Linked DNA regions of Rattus norvegicus: region 1 is linked to region 2. The links are chromatin contacts, called in public Hi-C maps. All regions are on one chromosome and are shown on one strand. The core of a region is the stretch at or near the end of the contact, and the rest is flanking DNA. Distances in the headings are between cores, read along the strand shown. Region 1 has its middle 43 kb from the start of Abhd2. Region 2 holds the start of Isg20 (interferon stimulated exonuclease gene 20).

Region 1 (6,024 bases), core at 2,750-5,249, 340 kb before region 2:
GTGTGTGTGCGTGTGTGTGTGCGTGTGTGTGTGTGTGTGTGTGTGTGTGTGTGTGTGATGAATATTATTACTTTCACAGGAACTCCTCCAGTGTCTACTCCATTTGAGCATGACTTTAAATGTTTGCTAGCATAGTTTTAACTTCAGAGAAAGCAGTCCATTGTCTCTTTCAAGTTGCTACAAGTTAGTTTTCCCAGATTAGAAGGAATTGTATATCTTTGAGACTTGCCTTTAGTCTGTTGTATCCCATTTGTGATTCTACAGTCACCTATGATGCTTCATGATGCTCTCCATGATGCTATTCACTGAGGCAAAACCTGTAATTGCACGTTATCGACTCTATCCACTTATTAGGCCGTGGAGCATCCTTTAGAGTGTTGCCTAGGGAATACGTCCCATTGACAGTGCCCACCTTTACAGAGGAGAGACTGCTGCTCACACCTGGTTCCGTTTCCCCTGCGACCTCCAGCCATTCCCAGACAACTGAGGTGAAGAGATGCCACAATGCGCTGAATTAAAATTGCAGAGGATACACGAGAAAAACATGGCTTTCAGAAAAAAAACAACCAAGCAGAACAAGTAGGCCATCCCAGGGAGCTGCGAATCAGCGAATCAGCGACACTGCCTTCTGCAAGCCTAGCTTGTTTTATTTGTTTATCTTGATAAGATGCTAAGAGGTTGGTGAGGTTTAAATCACTGTGCTGCCCATCTTAAATTCAAGAATCTAGAATCACTGACAAGGAGGACCAGGCCTGCATCTCCCATCTGCCTGTACGAAAAGAAAAAGACCTCCAAATTGGTGATAGTGGCTACAGGGTGTGACAGTGCTGTCTAGAGTAGAACCCAAGTCAGCCCTAAGTGTCCTGAAAGTTGTCCAATGCACTTTAATCAGTGTGTCAATTTTAAATGTTCTGATCACTTTGGTTACTGGAAAGTACTTTTTTTAAAACATATATAACATATGTAACAATATAACATATACACTTTCTTTCAAATTTGAAAGAAAGAAGAAACACTTTTCTTATTTTTAATTTCTTGTGTTTTCATTTATTACTTTGTCTCAAATGTAGGCATGCAGCCACTCCGGCTGGTCCCATGGGGATAGTCCTTGGCTTGCAGGCTGTGTACTTGGTTTGGTAGTGGTGGTGGCTGGGAACACAGGGAGGCTTTCTTTGGGAGATTAGATGTTGGGTCTGTAGGCGCGAAGGCCTTCTCTGCGGCTCCCCATGGAGGATCTCGATGAAAAGAGGCAGTCCATGGTTACAAGACGTTTATTGTCATGGCAGAAAGTGTATGAGTAAAACTGTACCCCACTTCTCAGAGTGGGCCTGAGATTAAATACCTTTTGCAGGGAGGAGTGTCTGGGAAAGGAAATTCATTGGCTAAGCCTCCAGGCCTTTAGATACCTCATTGTAATGGAGATCTGTCTCAGAGCCTATGGAAAGACGGAAGAACGGAAGGACGAGGTCACATTCTCTACTTGTGGAGGGGCTTGGGGCATTGCCCTTATGTGACTGATGGCCACAAATCTATGGAGGGCTGCGGGTTAGTGACCGGCCTGGTTTCCTGGGAGTCAGGCATAACGCCTACTGTTCCTCAGGGTCACCGGGTTTTCAAACTTCCTCAACCGGGGAACCAGGGTGCTCAGGTGTGGGATATGGGGCTGCTTCAGACTGTCTACAGCAGCTGATTTGCTCTGGTAGGGATATGAGTTTGCCAGCTGAACATAGTTTATGTTTGGAACTCTGGGGACTCCTGAGAGGCTATAAAAAGGCCAAAGCTCCTGAGAGAGGGCTACTGTTCCCCCTGCTGCTGCTGCTGTTTTTGCTGCTGTTTTCTTGATTGCTAGTGGGAGATACCTTGACGACAAATATTGGACTTTCTCCAAGGAATTCAGTGACCCTAGTCAGCAGGAAGTAATCTAACGATATCAATACCTCCTTTCCCCCTAACCTTCTTTCTCTCCTACCTAGTGTTGGGGGTTCGGAGGGATAATGGTGGTAGGGAAAAGAACCCAATAAAGTAGCCAAAAGTATACTTACAGACAGGTAGCAGATAGCAGAACTTGTGAGTGGCGGTAGGGAGTGTCCTGACATGGGCAAATTAGAGTAGCATATGTTTTCTTCAACCATAGAGGGCAGGGGTAGCCATGCTGGGCAGAGGGAAGGCAAGGACCATCAGAAATCCAGGAAGGCAATTTTGTGGAGACTGTCTTCATGTACTTGTTTTTGATATATGGTCTCATATATCATGTATGTAGCCCTGGCTGTACTAGAACTCACTTATAGACCAGGCTAGCCTCGAATTTGGAGATCCACCTGCTTCTGCGTCCCGGGTCCATCTTCTAGATTTAAAGACATGAACCACCATTTTTTTTAAAGACAGGGTCTCTCACAGCCTAGGCTGGTCTCCAGGCAACAATTAGCACTGTTTTATTCCATTCTTTACTGTACTGGGGATTGAACCCAGGGCCTTGTAAATGCTAGGCACTTGCTCTACCACCAAGCTATGAACCTTTTCCCTCACTGATTTAAAATGTCTGAAGGTTGAATTCATTGGAGGGCTGCAAGTTTACTGTCCTTGGGGTTTGGTTTGGTTTGGTTTGGTTTGGTGGTGGAGATAATGAGCCCACTCCCCAAGGACACAGTCTACCAGCTCAGCCCTCTGTGCTCAGCCCACATCTCCTCATCCCTGACTTTCAGCTCTGACTTGACAAGACAGAAACCCGGGGTCTGAGAGAGTGTTCCCCAGACAACTTGCCAGGTTCTGAAATTTATCTAAAGAAGAAATGATGCCTGTCTGGCAGGATCCGTCCTCAGTGAGGCCCGAATCCTAGTCCTGCTTCCAGGCTGAAGTTCTCAGAAACTCCCTGTCCCTTTTTATGAAACTCAAGTCAACGTTTGTTCATTTCCAGTCATGTGGGGTCAGACTCAGTTTTTGAAATTCCTCCACAAGTCAGTACACCTGTGGGACTTTGAAACAACAGCACAGCTGTTGTTGTCCTCAGCCATTTCCCTTATTTTGTTTAAAACCAACCTTCCTTCCCTCCCTCTCTTCTCCCGCCATGGTCTTCTTTGGATTTTTTTTTTTTTTTGAGACAGGGTCTTGCTATATAGCCCAGGCTGGCCTTCAACTCACTTATGTAACCCAGGTTGGCCAACCCCTGGCTCTTTGTGTACTGGGGATGTGGGTGTCAAGAACAGTCACAGACCCTCAATCTCATCTTTCCCTGAAATACAGGTCAGGTCGTGACCCTTCCCCTGAGAGACACCCAAGCATACAAAGTCCTACCCGGGCCTTAGGAAAACCTCGTAAACTGTCTGCTCACAGCATCCACAGCAGGAAAATGAGAGCTTTGAACTGAACGTTGCCAAGGTGTCTTCCAAGATGAGGCTTTTGGGTGTGTCCCTTTGGTAATTGTTGGGAACTGTAGACTCTGAATCTAGAGAATGTGTGATTCTGTGGCTGCCTGGCTTGTTATACACCATCCACGCGGGCTCTGGGAACCAAGCTGCCATCCACGCAGGCCCTGGGAACCCAGCTGCCATCCACGCGGGCTCTGGGAACCCAGCTGCCATCCACTCGGGCTCTGGGAACACAGCTGCCATCCACGCGGGCTCTGGGAACCCAGCTGTCATCTACATGGGCTCTGGGAACCCAGCTGCCATCCACGAGAGCTCTGGGAACCCAGCTGTCATCCACGTGGGCTCTGGGAACCCAGCTGCCATCCACGCGGGCTCTGGGAACCCAGCTGTCCCCTGCCCTGCAGCGAGTGATCTGAACTGTGGAACCAGCTCTCCATCTTGTCCCTCAGCCTCCTTCTTCTGGAGGACACTACTCCCCAGTCTCAACTAATGGCTTCCAGATAGATGACAAATCAAATTACCCCGACTGGCTTGGTTGGGAACAGGGGTGAGTTGGGGGTGAGGGTGCACTTTAAACCCACTTCTGCTTTGTTTTCAGTGGAATGGGGAAGATGTCTCTTCCTCTTTGGCAGGGGGCCCGAAACTTCAGCCCAGACTGCCTGAGGTCATGTTTTCTATCGTGCGGAGAAAGCCCTTCTGTGTAGCTGAGAAGGAAGGCCATAGGCAAAGGAAGATCAGAGACTGGGGTGGAGGCTCAGGGGAGAGACATTTTTCCTGTCACTGTGGTCCTGGTGGTAGGTGGCTCTGAAGCAGACTCAAATTCAGCTCAAATCTGCCCTATTTAACTGTCTACTCTTTGGACCAATGACTAATTTTGTGTGTGTGTGTGTGTGTGTGTGTGTGTGTGTGTGTGTGTGTGCACGCATGCGTGCGTGCATGCATGTGTGTGGTCGGGTGAATGTTGTTCTAGGGATTCAATCCAGGACTCTGGACATGCTAGGCAGGCGCTGTACCACTGATCCATATACCAAGCTTTCTTCTTATTCTTTATTTTGAGACAAGGCCTCATTAAGTTGCCCAGCCTGCTTTTGAACATACTATATAGCCCAGGCTTGTCTTGAGTGTGTGGTCCTGCCGTAGCCTCTTGAGGAATAGGGATCACCACAGGAGGGCCTACCTTCCATCCTCCTTTGGCTATTTGCTGAAGTGAATTGAAGTGGACTTATATCCAGTGGAATGATACTCATTCTGATTTCCACAAAGACGAGAGGCATAATCTTAAACCTTGGATTGAGTATGTGTTGTGTATGTGTCAAATGTAGCTAAGAGATAAATCCATGAGGATATGTGTACTTGTGTGTGTACATGCATATACAAGTCAGAGATTGACATTACATGTCCTCTATTTCTTTCCATACCATCACCACTACCACCACCACCACCACCACCACCCACACCACGACCACCATCACCATCATCATCACCACCATCACCACCACCACCACCACCACCACCACCATACACCACCATCACCACCCACCACCATCATCACCACCACCCTCACCACCACCCACACCACCACCACCACCACCACCATCATCTATCATCACCACGACCACCATCACCATCATCATCACCACCATCATCACCACCACCACCACCACCACCATACACCACCATCACCACCCACCACCATCATCACCACCACCCTCACCACCACCCACACCACCACCACCACCACCACCACCATCATCAATCATCACCACGACCACCATCACCATCATCATCACCACCATCATCACCACCACCACCACCACCACCACCACCATACACCACCATCACCACCCACCACCATCATCACCACCACCCTCACCACCACCCACACCACCACCACCACCACCACCACCATCATCTATCATCACCACCATCATCACCACCACCATCATCACCACCACCATCACCACCACCACCACCACCCACCACCATCATCATCACCACCACCACCATCATCACCACCACCCTCACCACCACCCACACCACCACCATCACCACCACCACCATCATCAATCATCACCACGACCACCATCACCATCATCATCACCACCATCACCACCACCACCACCACCACCACCACCACCATCCACCACCATCACCACCCACCACCATCATCACCACCACCCTCACCACCACCCACACCACCACCACCACCACCACCACCACCATCATCAATCATCACCACCATCATCACCACCACCATCATCACCACCACCATCACCACCACCACCACCACCACCCACCACCATCATCATCACCACCACCATCATCACCACCATTACCACCACCACCATCATCATCACCATCATTTGTTATTAGTCTTGAGACAGTGTCTCTCAAAGAAAGTGGAGCTTATGGACTACACTCCCTAATCCTAGGGTTGCAGAAGCTTGAAGCCACACCCAGCTTTTTACATGGTCTGGGGATCAGAACTTGGTCCTCATACTTTTTCAGGGTGGTGGTTTGGATAGAATGGTCCTATAAGCTTAAATGTTTGAATGCTTGGTCACCAGGGAGTAGAACTCTTTGAAAGGGTTACAAAGATTAGAAGGTGTGGCCTTGTTGGAGCAGGTGGGGCCATGTTGGATGAAGTGTGTCATTGGGT
Region 2 (6,602 bases), core at 1,771-4,270:
CACACATACAAGCATCCAGTCTCTCGGGAGGAGAGGAAAGAGTCGTCCACACAAGGGCTCCTTGAGTGTTGGCGTGGAGTCCCAGGGGATGGATGAGGCCTAGAATCAGCACGCTGCAGAGGCTTCTCACCCGGAGCCTGCTTAGGCCAGGTGGGACTGACCTGCCCTTGGGAGGAGTGGGAGCACGGGGAGGAGGGAGAGGAAGATCCTCACTTTTAGAATCAGGGAAGGAGAGGGAGGACTAAGGGAGAAAGCAGGAGGACTCCTTGCTTGGAGGAGGAGAGGAGGAAGAGGAAGGGCAGGTTACTCCTTACCTGAGTGGGAGGAGGGAGGGAGAGAGAGAGGAGGGAGAAGAGAGAGAAGGGTCACAGGGGCCGGGAAGCTCCTCACCTGGATGCTCTTGTGCAGCAGGCGCTTGCACAGCAGCCTCAGGGACACACGGCTGTAGCAGTGCAGCTTGGCCTCGTGCCACAGCAGCATGTCTGTGGACGTGTCGTAGATGGTGTATTTTCTCATGTCCTCCTTCAGGGCACTGAAGTCATGCTTCAGGTCATGGCCCACCACCAGCTTGCCTTTCAGAAGCTGCAGGATCTGTCCAGGAAGACAGGTTGTCTCACACACTGTCCACCCTGGGTTCTCCAGGCCTGGGGATTCCCCCTTCCCCATAGTAGCCACTCCTGGGGTTGCTAATTGACCTTGGGCAAATCATCCTTCGTCACGGGTGGGAAGCAGGGCCCGAAGCCCTTCTCAAAGCAGTCTTAGTCTGTGAGGATTCCTACCCTGGGCTGCTCCCGTGGCTCATGGGATGGGCCTTTGTGAACAAACAGCACGCAGACTGCATCCTTTAATCTCCTTGGCAACTCGGCTGTGGCGGGGCACATCATGACCTCCTGAACGCTATCCCGACCCCTCTGAGGAGAATCCGTGACTACATCCCTAGATCGGGGATGGGGTTGGGGCGGGGCAAAGGTGCATGTGGAACTTACATTGTTAGCCAGATGATGGTATTTTAGAAAGGGGACACTTCTGCTGGGATTGTAGCTCAGCTGGGACATTCTAAGATCCAGTCCCTGACACTGGACAGAGAGGATGGGACAGCTCCAGAACAGGTCCCCCTGATCACAGGGCCCTTACTCTTGAAGGCTAGGGGTTCTTTATGAAGAGAATTTGTGTGCTGTTGGTCATTTTGAATATGGAGGAAGGACTAAGGCCAAGGTGTCCCAGCACCTCCGGAAGCTGGGAATGAGCCTGAGGAGCCAGTCTTGCAGATTCCTTAGCTTTAGTCCCATTAGGCCTTGAAGAACACTAAGATAATAAATCCACCTCGTCTTAACACATGAAGTCGGCGGGTCGATTCAGAGGCTACAAAAACTAGCTCCGTTAGGAAGGAGGCCCGACTTAGCAGGACCTTACAGAGAACAATGGAGATCCTCAGGAGTGAATGATTGTGCCCAAAGTGCCTCTGACCATTGTAGATATTTGCAAAGACCGTAGTAGTCCTCTTTAAAGATTGATAACTAAGACTGGAGTGTGGGTCAACTGGCAGAATGCTTGCCTAGCATTCAAGGACCTAGGTTCTATCCCATATAAACCGGGTACCATGGCACATGTCTGGAAGCCCAGGATTTGGGGCAGATGGAGGCAGAAGGATCAAAGCCAGCCTGAGCTACATGGGACCCTATCTTAACAGTAGGCAAACAGAAGATGGGGAATGGAACTCCCATGGCTGAGAAAACCCTGAAGGAAAGTCATGCACGGAGAAAAGCCTAGAAAAATCCCGTAGGGCGGGCAAATATTACACCTAATTCCTGCCCACTGGCCCTGACACACTGCCCCTCTACCTGTCCCTGCCAACCGCAGATGCATCAGTGTGACAAATGCTACTCATGTTCGGGCTATTTGGGGGTGTTTTGCTAAGCACCATCAGGGTACTGGGATTTCCACAGCGGGTGGGGGTTAGTGGCAGAGGCTGGTTGCTTGTTACGCAGCTGATGAGCCAGCCTGATCCAGGCATCTGGCAGCCCAGGAGGAGGATGGACAGCCCTTAGCATGGCTCAGCTCCGTGTCCTACATGTCTGGAAGACATACTCACAAGGCTGAAGGGTAAGAACCTTGGGCTTCAGTGACCCAGAGCACGTAGTCTGGGAACACAGTCTCCTTCAGCCAAGGAGCCTCTGGCTGCTGCGTCAGAACTAACTCAGCCTCAGAACATCTCCCAGGCTCACCAGAGCAGCGTAGCATGGAAGAGAGGGGACCCAATGTCCCCATCGTAAGACCGGAAAGCTGGACCAGATAGACGCTCCAAAGGGGAAACTAGCTAGCTGAGGGCTGTGACAGGGAGACCCGGAGTTCTCCCCTCAAAATTGTGAGGAATGTCTCACGGGAGAGTCGCAGACCACAGACCTCAGGAAGGAGCTGAGGAGGAAGGAGGGGGTGTCTGCAACCTCTGCTGACTTGACTCATGGCCCTTCACTCACCTCTAGCCTGGCTTCAGCAAATGGCGTGGCCCTCGCCATGTGCTGAGGCGTGATCCCGCTGACTTGGGTTCTGTAGTCCGTGATCTCTCCCTCAGGCTGGATGTACTTGTCATAGAGGACTGCGCTGTGGACGTTCACAATGCTGCAGCGGGCGAGGCCACTCACCCTTTGAGGCCCGAGCCCCACCATCTCACAGTCCATGGCTACCACCTCTGGGCTGTCTGCCATGCTCCTCAGACCCTCAGGAAGTCCTGGAGGATGGGGAGGTGGGGGGGGGTGGGGGAGAACCAGGGTGTCAGTCAAGAACCAACAACCCTCCAGGCATCCTGCACCACCCTGCCAAACTACACCCTGAGCCCTGCCCATTATCTCCAGTGCCACCTGGCAACAGGCAAAGCTGGCCTCTTGCCAGCCTTCAGCTTCTCTGTGCTATAGGTCCCAGAGTTTGCTGATCCTGTCTGGCTGTCCCACTAAGAAGCCCCCTTCCATTGCCTCCCAGTTTGGACGCCGATGTGGTACCTGCTCTCACCTGTCCCAGTGCCCTGGGTTCTCTTCTGCCTCTGTTTCTACTTCTCAGCTACTTTAGTCACTTTGGGAAGTGACTCATCAAGCGGAGCCGTTTTAGTTTCAGTTTCTGGTTCATTATCAAGGGAAGTTGGGGAGTGGGGGCAGGCCTAGTAGGCTGGGCTGTTCCATCTCCTCAAGGCTGACAGGTAAGGGGGCTGGCAGGTTGAGTCAGGGCTGTCTGCATCAGGCTGTCCCTCCTCTGGCTCTGCCCTCCTCCCTTTCAGATGACGTGGACAGAGTGGATTGCAACATCTTTCTTTGCTTTTTCACCCTCCACCCAGAGAATAAACATCTCCGGAATTGGAGCCTGGGAAATGTCCCACAACTTCTGGGACCTGCTGCCAGTGTGCTACGCTGTGAGGTTTTCTGTGGGCAGAGCATGCTGTCCTTGAGGCACCGGTACTGGGAAGGGCAGGAGGGGGTTTGGGTAGGAGGGGGTCTAGTCGTTGGTGGCTTCTACCAGTTTAGTGCCTCGCTGGACCGAGACTCCACCTGGGAGAGTTTGACAAACAGCACCAGACTTTGAGAGGGCCTCAAGCCAGGCTGTTCTTCCTACAGGGTTGTAGTCTCCTAGCCTGGAACTTAGAATCCTTAGAGTGGTGCCTATTATTAGGTCCAAAAGGAAAAATCCCAAGACCCCACCCCCCCACCCCATCCAGAAAAGGGCAAGCCCACTGACTTTGTCCAAAATGACAGTCTGGGCTCAGCTCAAGCTAGACTATAGGATTTCTGGGGTACAGATTAAAGTTCTCAAGCAGTATTCCTCAGAAACGTGTCAGGTTTCTGCTTGTCAGAATAGTTCTGTGGTTACATTTGACAGCCCATGCTGGCCTCCAGACTCCCTCAGTACCTATTCACATGCACCTGTTCTGCACTAGCCTCCGGAACCTTCTTCCCTCCGTGACTCCTCCACTATGCTAGCTCCCAGGCTCTCTCCATTTTCTTTAAGACCAGCAATACCCCCACCCCACCGGGCTTCTCTTGCTATTCTCTTCTCTAGCTCCTCCCTCCTATTTGCTCCCGTGAGATGGCCCTGTTCACTGGCAGTCTGCTTCTTTCCCTCTCTGCTCTGGACTCTTCTAGATGCCCCTGGCCTTTCTCCTATAGCTACACTAAACTCCCCTGAACATGGAGCCGCCTGTTGCTTACACCTACCATGCAGGGAACGTTCAGTATTCTACTAAACAAACTGAGCTACGCATGGATCAGAAACAGACTCAGCTCTCTAAGAGGAGCGCTCTTAGAACATGTCAGGATGAGAGTTCCAGGGAATGTATGTAGATCTGCTTTCCGCTTTGCCCCTCGGGGAGGCAAAACACAGAGGCGCTAGGCTACGTTCCTTTCCGCTGGGGCGCTGGGCTTGTGGGACACACAGCTCAGGGGGGTAGGAAATGAAACCTAAGATAGGGGTCCCAGCCCATTTTTTTTCTGGTCAGAAACTGGTTCTCAAACTCCCGGGAATGGGAACTGCAAGAGTTGAAGGGGTGGGAGGCGGGGGCGGGGCACAATGAGCCTGGAGCCAGAATGGCTTAGCTTCAGACCTTCGCCTGCAGGAGACTTCAGCGAGGCTCTGTAGGACAAAGGCTTGCCCCCTGGGAAGCCTCGATGAAGGAAACTGTCGTTGCTTGTCCAAACTGTTTATTCATGGAGGACGTTAGGGATGCCTCATCTGCCTTCGTGTGGAAGGACCTCAGCTGTTGTCCCTTACGTGACTGATTGTCACAGTCCTCTCAATGGAGTGTCATGTTCAGTCGGGAGTAGATTTAAACGCCTACGGGTCTCGATTATGAGAATTGCTGGGTTTCCTGAATCTGCTTGACCTTACCACGTTTTCTGTCTGGTGGCATGGTCCACTGCCCCACATAGATAGTCTATGTATTTGCTCAGATCTATATAGACTAACAGCCCTCAAAACCATGAGACATTAACAAAGACTTGTGGCTTGGATAAGAACTTCCCAGATGTCTGACTTTAAGACTTCAAAAGTTAAATGTTTGGGTTGAGGGTGTAGTTCAGCATGGTAGAGTGATTGCTTAACATGCAAGAAGTCCCACGCTTGATGTCTAGCACTGCATTAACAAGATGTGGTGGTTTAGCATATAATCCTGATACCAGCTGATGACACCAGCTGATGGGGATAGGAAGATCAAGAGTTTAAAGTCATCCTTAGTCATACAGCAAGTCCAAAGCTAATCTGGACTACTCTGAGACCATGTCTTTTTTTTTTTTTTCAGCAATTTCTAGGCAGTTTTCATCTGTCCCACTGTCCCTTCCTTCCAGTCTCTGTGGCACCCTCTCTGAACTATGGCTTCTTCTCGTTTAAACCTGAGCTCTGGCTTTGTTCTGGGGCTTTATTGGGTGCCTCTTCCCAGGCCTAAAGGTCTCAAAAGCCTCCTTCAGACCATTGTTAACCATTTCCTCAGTGCCAGGACCAGTGACTAGACTTTAGTGGTTCTCAACCTTCCTAATGCTACAACTATTTAATACAGTTCCTCATCTTGTGGTGACCCCCAACCATAAAATTATTTCTGTTGCTACTTCATAATTTTGCTACTGCTATGGATTGTAATGTAAATATCTGATATGCAGGATATCTGATATATGACCTCTGTGAAAGGGTCATTTGACTCCCCGAAGGGGTTACGACCCACAGGCTGAGGACCACTAGAGGAACCAGTTAGGCTCCCACTCTAGGTGGAGTCCTGCAGCAGCACTGTGAAGGTGCCTTCTCATATGTTCATGTCTCAGGGTTTGGCATTTGCGGCCCTGTTTCAAGAATTGCTTTTCTGGGAGTAATAAAAAAATGTTTACCTTCTCCTTACAAAGTCCAACAAGCGAAAGAACAATTCTACCAGATTACAACTTGGGGGGCAAAGAATTCATTTGGGCTTACTTATAGAGCGTGGGTGAGAGGCTACTTACAGAAGCCTGGAAAGACATTAAAACAAACACACTGGTAAGTCTTTGTCCAGTGTGGGTGGTGGCATCCCTGTAGCCGCTTAGCGGGAGCACCAATCTTCCCTTGTTTATAGACTTTATCACTGCCTAAGCCCCCCAGATCCCATGCTGTTAGGACAGAATTGCATGCAAATGGTTGAGGGAGCAGCTGAAATCTCAGCTGAGGGCCCAGAGACCCTCCCAGCTACTCCCCCTGGGAGGGGCTATCAGTAGTTCATAACTGTAAACAGGCACAGCTGATCCATAAAGATAGAGGCGATTGTTTGAAGAACAGGCTTCTACACCTGCCTGACATTCTGGAAAGCGCACTCTCATCTGCCTGGCAGCTCCCCCTCCAGGCCGCTCTGTGTATGTGCACCTCCTGTCTTCTTAATTAAATGATTATCTAATTGTTAAGGCAGTCTCCAGCCCTCTCCTTTTCTATACAAGCAGTTATACTGTGTATTCCGTTTGCTCTCGTGTGGTTCCCCAGAGCTGGGCCTCAGCTCCCAGAACCCCGTCTGAATTATGCTGAACTTCTGTCCAAGTGTACAGTGTGTTCTGTTGGACCCAGGTACTGGTGATTAACAGCCCTCATGGAGAAAGCCCTGACTCCAGCTA

What was found. Hi-C and Micro-C count contacts between places; a contact is called where the count stands out from the background.
Region 1: a Hi-C map of mammary epithelial cells shows a contact between it and region 2, with 4 times the contacts expected there. The contact joins the enhancer-like site here to the promoter of Isg20 in region 2. A contact is called at or near these places in 5 of 12 Hi-C or Micro-C datasets (the A7r5 cell line, Schwann cells, frontal cortex and 2 more).

What each region holds. Positions count from the first base shown.
Region 1 is chr1:142,580,491-142,586,514 of GRCr8, reverse strand. No RefSeq gene overlaps it. Among named protein-coding and RNA genes, the nearest start is that of Abhd2, 43 kb to the left of the region's middle. Within about 2 kb of position 3,999, at least 3 of the 93 cell types and tissues checked have an H3K27ac peak or open chromatin away from gene starts, as enhancers often do.
Region 2 is chr1:142,236,477-142,243,078 of GRCr8, reverse strand. It overlaps Isg20 (interferon stimulated exonuclease gene 20), which reads right to left and starts at 3,020. Exons shown (of 4, transcript NM_001008510.1): 1 at 3,007-3,020; 2 at 2,478-2,728; 3 at 391-591. The coding sequence starts at 2,705.